Linked DNA regions of Mus musculus: region 2 is linked to region 1. The links are chromatin contacts, called in public promoter capture Hi-C maps. All regions are on one chromosome and are shown on one strand. Each heading gives the region's core, a stretch centred on a gene start, on an enhancer-like site or on the middle of the called end of the contact. The rest is flanking DNA. Distances are from core to core; before and after follow the strand shown.

The links. Promoter capture Hi-C pulls out the DNA fragments that hold promoters and counts their contacts.
Region 2: a promoter capture Hi-C map of pre-B cells shows a contact between it and region 1, with 2.9 times the contacts expected there. The contact joins the promoter of Vrk2 here to the promoter of Ahsa2 in region 1. A contact is called at or near these places in 2 of 39 promoter capture datasets (frontonasal cranial neural crest and pre-B cells) and 1 of 484 Hi-C or Micro-C datasets (pre-B cells).

Annotation. Positions count from the first base shown.
Region 1 is chr11:23,495,396-23,500,480 of GRCm38.p6, forward strand. It overlaps Ahsa2 (AHA1, activator of heat shock protein ATPase 2), which reads right to left and starts at 2,644. Exons shown (of 9, transcript NM_172391.4): 1 at 2,380-2,644; 2 at 1,296-1,486. The coding sequence starts at 2,459. It overlaps 1700030C12Rik (RIKEN cDNA 1700030C12 gene), which reads left to right and starts at 2,366. Exons shown (of 3, transcript NR_166706.1): 1 at 2,366-2,516; 2 at 3,067-3,190; 3 at 3,991-4,268.
Region 2 is chr11:26,591,058-26,596,142 of GRCm38.p6, forward strand. Vrk2 (vaccinia related kinase 2) reads right to left here and starts at 2,863. Exons shown (of 13, transcript NM_027260.3): 1 at 2,533-2,863; 2 at 530-670. The coding sequence starts at 665.

The DNA of each region.
Region 1 (5,085 bases), core at 1,394-3,893:
GCTCCAGAAGTGCTACTCTGGCTAAATTCAATGAAGGGAATGGTTGTAGGAGACAGGTGTGCTAAAATGCAAAGGTCAGCTCTGGATCTCCATTCACCTCTGCAACTTGAGATGTCAAGGAGTGAAACAAGCTGATGGGGTCATTAGGACCAGCAGCAACCACAGAGAAAGTGAGGGCAATGCAAGAGTCAGGCGTGATGCTGCTTACACGCACGTGCATTAACCTAGAGCCCTCTGCACACTAGGCAAGCATTCAGATGCTGAGCTACATCCCAAGCTCTTAGCTTTCTTGTGAAATGGGATCTTTTTATTGTGGCCCAAGCTAGTCTTAACTTGCAGGGAACTTAGTAGGACTGCTTTGATGTTTGACACCTCCCTGACTCAGAGGCCAAGGAAGGCTCAGTGAGCTTCATCTTAACAAACTACACAGAAAGTAGCCAACTCTAGGCAGACACCCGAGTTCTTAACACAATACGGTCGGTCTTCCATACCCACATCTCTCCTTGTTCTCTCCCTTTCCCTATGATTGACCTTTGGTCATGTCAACAAGTATTGAACCATAAGCTAAGTACCACGTGTCTTGGTAAAGTCAAGACAACTATGAACAAAAAGGTCCATCAACAGGTAAAGAGATAAAATGTGCTCTGTCCACACAATGCACATAAAAACAGCATAAAGTACTAAAACATGGTACAAGGTGGAATGAAAGCAGAGAGTTTTATGTATGACAGGATTCTATCTATATGGATTGTCCAAAGAACCCAATCTTAGGATAAAGTCCCCAAGGGAGGGCTGACAAGATGGCTCAATGGATAAGGAACTTACTGCTGGGGCCTAGTGACTTGAATTAAATTCCTGTGTCCTTGCACCTCACATGCCCACCATGGCACACATGCCCACACACATAATAGAATTAAGACAACAAAGATAAGCTAGCAAGAGGCAAAAGCACTTGCTACCAACCAACTCTGCCTTCTACACGTGCTACGACACCCAAGTATGTGCGCACACACACAGAAATAATTTTTTAAGTTTTGAAATAATTAAACATTTTTAAGGGAAGCAGGCATCTGTGGAGGAAGGGTGGCAGGTGGCAGCTGCATTAAGGCCCTAGTCACAGATGCTGGTAAAAGGGCTTAACTGAGAAAGAACTGCCCCTCAGGCATCTAGAGTAGTGAAGTGCAGCTTTCAGAACATAGCAACACCAAGCACATCCGAACATCAGCTACTGCTACTAAACGTTAAGACTGTACACAGGGTGTCCCCAACCTGCCTCTTGCCAGGACCCCCATTACCTTTCCAGGCCAGCTTGATGTTCCACTCATAGAAGAAAATAAGCTTCCCTTTGCGGCTGTTACATGAAGCCTCACCTTCCACCTGTTTCAACTCACTGATCTCACATCGGCCAGCCTCATTCTCCATAGCAATGCCAACCAGGAGCTCTCGGAGCTTCCCCTTGGACCAAATGGTGGCATCCCGCTCTGTCCTGCCAGAGAATAGAAAGACAGGTGAATGGCCCAGCTGGTCTCCATCTGAGCAGCCAGGATGCCATCCAAACCCAGACCAGGTGAGTCCTGGTATTCAAGCAGCCTCCAACTCGCAAATGTGCTTCTCTGACGAGGTTTCTACTAGGTATCTTCTAAGCCTGTTGCTCAGTTTCTTAAGACACTATTATTCACCATATAATAATGGGTAATCTTAAAAACAATGGCCCCGGGGAAAAGGGTCCAGCAATCTCCACCCCAGGAAATGGATTGGCTAAGCTGCGGCCACCTGTAACGGTGGTAGTCATTTAAATAGCCTTAACCACAATATCAGTTATCTGGCATTTCCATATTTATCTTATGCATTCTCTCTAATGTTCTCATCTAAGGGGACAAAGAGCAGCCTGAGACGTCAGTGTCCTAATCATAGAATCCAGCCTAGAACATAATTCTTTCAGGACAGCTAAGTCATCTTATGGTGCAGTCTGGGCTCTGCTTCCCTCAGCTTTCCCCAATGCCCGCCAAAGAGGCAGACATCTCCCGGTATTCCTGAGACACAAAGGGGGGCAGATAACTAGTGCAAACTGAGACAAAGCAAAGAAAGTGAGATCCAAGTCCCTGCCTTCCTACTGCACACGGACACAGCACCGTCGGCGCACGCACGCGCACTACGCATCTCAAGGCCGAGGATGGCTGGGTGAGGGGCGACCGAGGCACAGCTGTCCGGTAGGGTGAGACAGAAGTCCCTTCTGGAGCTCGCCCAACTTCAGGAGGAGCCTGAAGCCGTAGGACCAGCGCAGTTAGGAACCGTCTCCCGCCACGGGCAGCCGTGCTGCGGCGCCGCGCGGCCCTCCCAGGAGCCCGCCCGCCTGCTCGCGCCCGGGGCCCACCGCACCAGTGCCAGTTGTTCACGTTGGTCCCGTCCTCCCGCTCCTCCACGATCCAGCGCGGGTCCCCCTGGCCCCACTTGGCCATGGCGGCGCTGACGACGACGGCCCTGGTAGCGGGAGCGCGCGGGTTTCCGGCCAGAAGGTCTGTGAGCCGATCGCCCGCAGCTCCCAGAAAGTGCCAGAAGTCCCCGCCCCGGGCCGCCCCGGCCACAGCCTGCCCCGCCCCCCGCTGTCCGCTCCCCGCAGCCAGCTCCACCCCACATCGACTCTGCCCCAAGCCCGGTTACGCCCCCAATATGCCACACCTCTGGGCGCCGCCCTCTGCAGGCTTCTCCCCCACCCCACCCCCGACTTCGCCCCGCCTCTCTGCCCTAAGACCCCGCCCTATGCCTCCTGGCGCTGTCTTCTGCTAGGCTCCTCCCCGACTTCGCCCCGCCCCCCGGTCCTAAGGCTCCGCCCTGGCCCTAGCCCTCCGCTTTGTAACCCCTGGTTCGCCTTGTTCTTGCCGCTGGCTCCTGCTGCCCAGCGAGGCTTCTGGCCAGGGCTTTCTACGAACGACCGAGACTCCGCCCAGGGCTCGTACCAGAGCGGGTTGTCCATTTTCTGAGGCCCTTGGGATGGGAGCTGCGCAGGTCCCTAAGCAGAGGCCCGCGAGGGTTTACTGAAAGAATGCTTTTTTTTTTTCCATGCAGTGATCCTCTAGAGACAAAAGATCGTGCTTGCAAGTGCCTGGGATTGTGGATACAGTTACAATAAGGGTTTATTAATTCTTTCCATCGTTTTTCACCTTCTAGCAAAAACTGAAGCCACCATCTGGAAAGTGTTTCTTAGGAGATTATTTTAACAAATAAAATAGGTAGTTCAATGGGAGATGGGGAAGGACCTGGCTGCTCTGTGCACTTGCCATTCAGTGGTCTGCTTATCAGCAAAACAAGCTGAAAGGGCTATGGTGTTTATTGGAGCTATTGCATTTCGATGTGTTCTTCGAGAAGTTACATCATTCAAACTGCTGAAGCAATGCTGTGACCCCCCCCCCCAAATCAAACGGCATTGTTAGTTCAACTGATCATACCAAAGGCACAGCTGACAGAAGGCAAGACTCTAGCGATGATTGGCGTGTACTTTGTGTGCCTACTTTTCATCCAGTTCTTCTGTTTGCTCCTGATAAAACATTTCATGATAAGATTTAGATATGTTCATTTGAACCTGACAGAAAATAAGACTTCTGAGGGTAGAAGCTGCTACAATCACTAAAATGTATAAATACCAAAATATACAAGAACTACTCCCAGTAGAAATAAATTTACTGGAATGTAACTCGATTGTGAGTCTAGGAGACCAATGGACCCTGAAGCACTCTTCAGATCTGCGATTTAAAAATGACCTCCAATAAGACATTGCAAAAATGGGAAAGAAACAATGGAAAAAGTAAAAGAGTGGGGAAGGTGGCCCCGAAAGAAACTGTCCTAGAAAAAGTACTGGGTCAATAGCTAGTGAACAAAACCATGGTGTTCCCACACCCCCTGGGGGGGGCATTTATAGACCATAACAATAATTGAGACATTTAAGCAATTTCAGATGTCCAAAGTTAATTGAAGCTTTCTTTAATTTTCAAGAAATGATAAAACAATGGAAAAAGAAAATCCTTGCCTGGCAGTGAGTCTGAAGACAGCTGATCAAAGGGGAAGAAGTCCAGCCACAGATGGAAGAGAGATGACCTGGACAGTGGGCTGCAGTGGGAAGGAAGCCATGATTTCAGGACATGAAAAGTGGAGTCACACGAGGCTCACTGGGTGCTGGTGGGAGGCAGAGGGGTGTACCCTTAAACTGTAATTGTTTGGTGTAAACAGACTGAATTTGTGTCCTTCTCCAAAACATGGGCTTGATAATTGTGCTTTTAGTTTTTTTTTTTTTTTGGTTTTTCAAGACAGGGTTTCTCTGTGTAGTCCTGGCTGACCTGGAACTCACTCTGTAGACCAAGCCGGCCTCAAACTCAGAAATCTGCCTGCCTCTGCCTCCTGAGTGCTGGGATTAAAGGCGTGCGCCACCACGCCAGGCGCTTTTAGATTCTTTGTTTCGTCTATTATTGTGAGTTTGTTCACACTCATCCACAGTCCACAGTTGAGGTGTGGAGGACAGAGGACAGCGTCCCAGAGTCAGTTCTCTGCTTCCATCATGTGGACCCCAGGAATAAGACGGCTTCTACGTACATCGTGTATATAATCTTTATCATGTGTGAAAAATCACTACATTCTAGTGAAAAAGCAAGTTTGATATGTGAAGAAGTCAGTCATATGATGCAGACTCAGGCAAGACGCCTGAGGGGACACGTGATGTTTGGAGAGAGTATAGGACTCAATGGACAGGGTGCTTCATTGGTCTTGAGTCTTTGTCAGGGTCCAGCCTCAACACAGGATCGGAGTTCTCTACTGGAAGATTCATAGTGAATAGACACAGACTACTCTATTCACTCTGAGTACAAGCTGGCAGGCAACTTTTCAAGGCTTAAAGGTTTTCTTCTCTCTCATTCCCTGCTCTCTCTCTCTCTCCCACTCGCTCGCAGCTTGAGGCGGCACACACTCTGCATTCAATTGTGTATTCTGCTTTTCTTCTGTGTGCTTTTCTTTTCTTGAACTCTCACACTCACACACACCTCTGTGTGTTCCCCTTTTACTCTCACACACACCCTCCACAAGCATTGCACACACACT
Region 2 (5,085 bases), core at 1,613-4,112, 3.1 Mb after region 1:
TACAGCACAGCAGGTAAAGGTGCTTTCTCCAGAAGTATGCCCACCTACCTGAGTTGGCATCCTAGAAACCACATAAAGGTGGGAGGATTGTCCCCTGACCACCACAGCTGCCCTGTGACATGTCCGACAGATATCATACATATAATATAGCAAATATTTTTTAAAAAGGATCACAAAATATTTATATTTATACAGCTGTTGTTTATAACATATAAAAATAAGTGGTTTCAGGAAAACAAGTTCTCAAAAAGAAAATTTGAATTCTGTCTGGCAGATTGTGCAATTATGCTCTGAAAAGACTTCTAAAACTTACTGGGGGAAAAAGAAGACAAACAGGGAACATGTTATGTCAGTTATGGTTTGAACCTAATGTTTAGTTAATGTACTAAACATTAACTATCTTCAAATTACTTTTTTAAAAAAAGAATCTATGAATTCTGTTATTTCAGTTAGCTCTTAAAATACCATTGTTACCATAGTTACAAAGATCACAGACGTAATTAGACTTGGCAATTTAGTCATACTTTACCTAAGTATATCAGTCCAAACCCTCCAGAGCCGATCATCTTGCCCAGTGCCCACCGGTTTCCTTCCATATCATCCAGAATTTTGCCTTCTGGGAGTGGAACCGGAAGCTTATATTTCTCTTTTCTTCTTGGTGCCATCACATCTATTGGCAGATGGATGAGATAAATAGTTAAAACTCTAGCATTGAAACTCATTTCTCCTAATGTCTTTCCCAGAATTAAGATTAGGATCCTGAAGTCAATTCCAACTGGATAAGCCATCCACAACATTCAAGTTAGAAATTCAGATACTTTGAAACCTAAGAGATACTGACATGTGTATGTATGTATGTATGTATATATATATGTAATAATATATACATAATATATGCAATACTCTTGTAGAGGATGATCTGGGTTCAGTTCCCAGTGCCCACATGGCAGCTTATAACTCTCTGTAACTCGAGCTCTGGGGCCTGATATATTTGACCTCTTCAACTGGCACCTGTATACACACACACAAAATTAAAAATTAAAAATAAATTTCTTAAAAATTAAAAATATCTACTGTGTTTCATTTAAATCAATACTTCAAAATTTCATGTAGGAGTTTATTAATATTTAGCAACACTATAGAATGTAATTAATTATCATTGTATAGAAATTAGCAAATGAGTAACGCGATTAATATATAATTAATAAATATTAGAAAAAATGCTTGAAATTAGATGTGAAAGTAACCATGGTCTTCTTAGTATTTCTAGACTAAAACAAAAACAAAAACAAATAAACAAAACCATGGTAAAGCAACTTTGGAATTACTTCATATAGTTTACAATCCACCTGAAAGGGGAGTCAGGGCAGGAACTCAAAGCAGCAATTGCAGGCAGGTACTGAAGCCACCATGGCAGACCCCCCTGCTCAATAGCTTGTCCTGCTCCGAACTGGATCAACCAGCTTGGCTTTCTTAAACAAACCAGGCCCAAGGGTGGCACTGCTGGCCTGGGCCCTCCCCCATCTATCACTCCAACAGATCCGCATCTGCCCCTGAGTAAATCTAATGGAGGTATTTTGCCACTTGAATTAAATTTCTGTGGCCTTCTTCTGGAATGTGGGATTCCTGTTATCTGTAGAGCTGTAATCTCTAAGGCAAAGCTGTTCTCACATTGATGGGAGTGGGTAAGAGGGAGGGTCAGAAAACCAGAGAGCCTGAACTAGTCAGTGTCCTGATAGGACAGGTTAGCTTGTCATGGAAATCCTTGCTCGTGGAAGTCATTCGCAGGTGTTTTGCTTGGTGGTGGTAAGACACTACCAAAGGTCAGATGCGACCTTTGAATTTAAAGCTGTACCCTTCCCCAGCCACTAACAGCCTCACATTAATCTCAACATTCAACATTTGTCCCTCTTCCCAGATGGCCCTGCATGGAGACAAGTTGATAACAACAGCAAAATCTAACCAGGACAAATGCTTTCGTGAAAATTATTCAAAAATACTGACAGGGTACAAAACGTTTCTCTTAAGCTACCCATCTATGCTTAAGTAGTTTTCCCTCCTTCGCTTACTGAACCCAGTGCCTCCGAGGCGGCTGAAACTCCACTCCAGTGGGCTGAACAGAGCCCGGAGGAGAGCGGGAAATCTAAACCAGGAACAACTGGGCCACCGAATTGAAGGAGGTTGTGATTCACCGGGTTCCCTCAACAGGGCGGTATGTTGGACACACGCGCCAAAGTTGCTGGCTAAAGTTGGCAAGTCTTCCTAGAACAACTTCTAAGCGGGGCAGCTAAAAGTTTGGGGACTCGGTGCTTCCGGGGTGACGCTCGCCCGGTTCAAACGCTCCCTCCCGGCCTTGAGCGGCGACCCCGTCCCGGGGATGGCAGTCCGGAGCTGTGCAGAAGCGCCGGCCGGTTTCCGGGATGAGTCGGTACCGGGTGCGGGGGCTGAAGCTGGGCCTGCAGCGGGCCGGGACAACGCCGCGGCCGCCCGCCGGGCACTGAGCGTCGGAGCCGGGGTGGAGGGAAGACTGACCTGCCGCCGGAGTCCCCACAGCGCTGGTCTCCTAAGGCCTCGCAGCCAGGTGGGCCTCTCCGGGCTCCTCCCAGGGGCCGGGCGAGCCTGTGGGCCGCCTCCCGGCAGCCAGCCCTGGGAGCCCCAGAGTCTGGCGGAGGCCGCCCAGTGGCAGAGGCCGCCCAGTGGCAGAGGCTGCAGCGGTGGAGGGGCGGTACCGAGAGAGAGGGTTAGAGTTTCCAAGCACCGGACCCTGCCAAGGCCTGTCTGAAGAGCCTGCAGATTAACCTGGGGGTAGTAAACTGGGCCAGCGCTTACAGAAGAACTGAACCCTTCCTGTACCAGTTCTGAGTACCAACCCCTTTCAAATTGCTCAGATCCTTACCAACAGCTCGCCCAGCCTCTAGGCATACCCAGACAGCCTTGTAACTGGGAGGGCCTGTATCTATCTGGGTGTGTCACTTGCAAGTGACTGCCCTAGGCCTAGTTCTGTCATTTAATACTTGGATAATGTTTAAAACGAAAGTTACTACATTTCTACGTTCCCATCTGTAAAATGGAAAACATAAGTTATTGAGTTTTAAGGTTACTATGACAGCTGAGAGAAATATGTTAAGTATATAGAAATTCTTTAAGGATACACAACTTACATTTTAGAGCAAACAAACAAATCTTTATAAAAAAGACTGTTCAAACAGCACTTTAGTTTCTTACCTAAAAACACTCAATAATTGTCCAGATGCAAATACTGAAAGAAAAACAGCCATTTTCTCTGCGAAGGCTAAAGTTATGTTTTAAGTTTTAGTTACTATACTTTAAGAGACCTATAAAACAGCCTGTCAGTGGTGGCACAAGCCTTTAATCCCAGCACTTGGGAGGCAGAGGCAGGTGGATTTCTGAGTTCGAGGCCAGCCTGAGTTCCAGGACAGCCAGGCTACACAGAGAAACCCTGTCTCGAAAAAAAAAAAAAAAAAAAAAAAAAAAAAAAGGAGAGAGAGACCTATAAAACAAACAAACAAACAAACAAACAAATCTCTAATTTGTAAGTCCCACTTGCTCAAGGTAACTTCTAGGAATGCTGGAGGCTGTTGTTCAAGAAAGATAACAAGCTTGCCCAAACTGCACAAGATCTGCTTAGTCACATGTAGGTGGGAAGTAAATGGGCAGGAAGAATGTTTGCCCTTGATTCCACAAAGGCAGAAAGTGCATACCCTTGTGGGATTTGCCTTCATAAGCCCCTGACAAATGCAATATGGTGCCATACTCTGGAATTCCTGGTGTAGACTTGGCCTGTGTCCATCATTCCTGGCCAGTATTTAATAAAGCTTGATTCAAGAGTGACTCAAATATCATGGTAGTAGCTTTATTCTTGCCTGATGGTATTAATTCTATTTGCTAAATTTGGTGTAATAAGGAAATAGGATTTTACCAAACTCCAAAAATGGTAAACAGCATGAGACTATTTCTTAAAAGAACGGCATGATTTGGGTATAAAAACATTTTTAAAATGAATTTTGTAGACAGGGGTGTAGCTTTATCGGTAGTGTCCCTCTGACCTGTAGGAAGCCCTCAATAAAATCCCCAGCATCACAGTCAGCTATTGAATGGATCCCAGGGTCCCCAATGGAGGAGCTAGAGAAAGCACCCAAGGAGCTAAAGGGAACTGCAACCCTATAGGTGGAACAACATTATGAACTAACCAGTACCCCGGAGCTCTTGTCTCTAGCTGCATATGTATCAAAAGATGGCCTAGTTGGCCATCACTGGAAAGAGAGGCCCATTGGACTTGCAAACTTTATATGCCCCAGTACAGGGGAATGCCAGGGCCAAAAAGGGGGAGTGGGTGGGTAGGGGAGTGGGGGGTGGGTATGGGGGACTTTTGGGATAGCATTGGAAATGTAAATGAGGAAAATACCTAATAAAAAATTTTTAAAAAATCCCCAGCATATAAAACAGCTCCATAGCACAGGCCTATGACCCAAAAACTTTTGAGGTGGAACACAAGGAAAGAGCTGAAGGTTATGGTCATCTTTCCTACATAGGAAGTTACTGTGTACAGAGAGTAAGGTGGATATGACAGGAACAGAGACAAGTGAGTCACTGAAGCTCATTGACCTACCACCCTTGATTTAGAGATGATACTCAGGTTCAGTGAGAGATCCTGTCTCAAATACACACACACACACACACACACACACACACACAGAGAGAGAGAGAGAGAGAGAGAGAGAGAGAGAGAGAACTAGAAAGATATCCAGTGTTGGAAAGGATGCAGAGGAAATGGAGTTTCATTCTACTGCTTATCCAGACAATTTGTCAGGCTCTGACTTAGCATATCCCATCTTGTCCATAGGAAACATATTCTAAGATTCCCAGGGAATATCTGAAACTCTAGATAGAACCAAACCTTACATATTCTGTAATACGTTTCTTTTTTAAGGTAAGGTCATCCTTGAGGCAAAATAACTTTTATTTTATCTGTAAAGAATTTTACTTATAAATTAGACATAGTCAGGTGTTAACCATAACTAATAATAGGTCAGTAATAAAGATAAATTACAAGGGATTTTATCA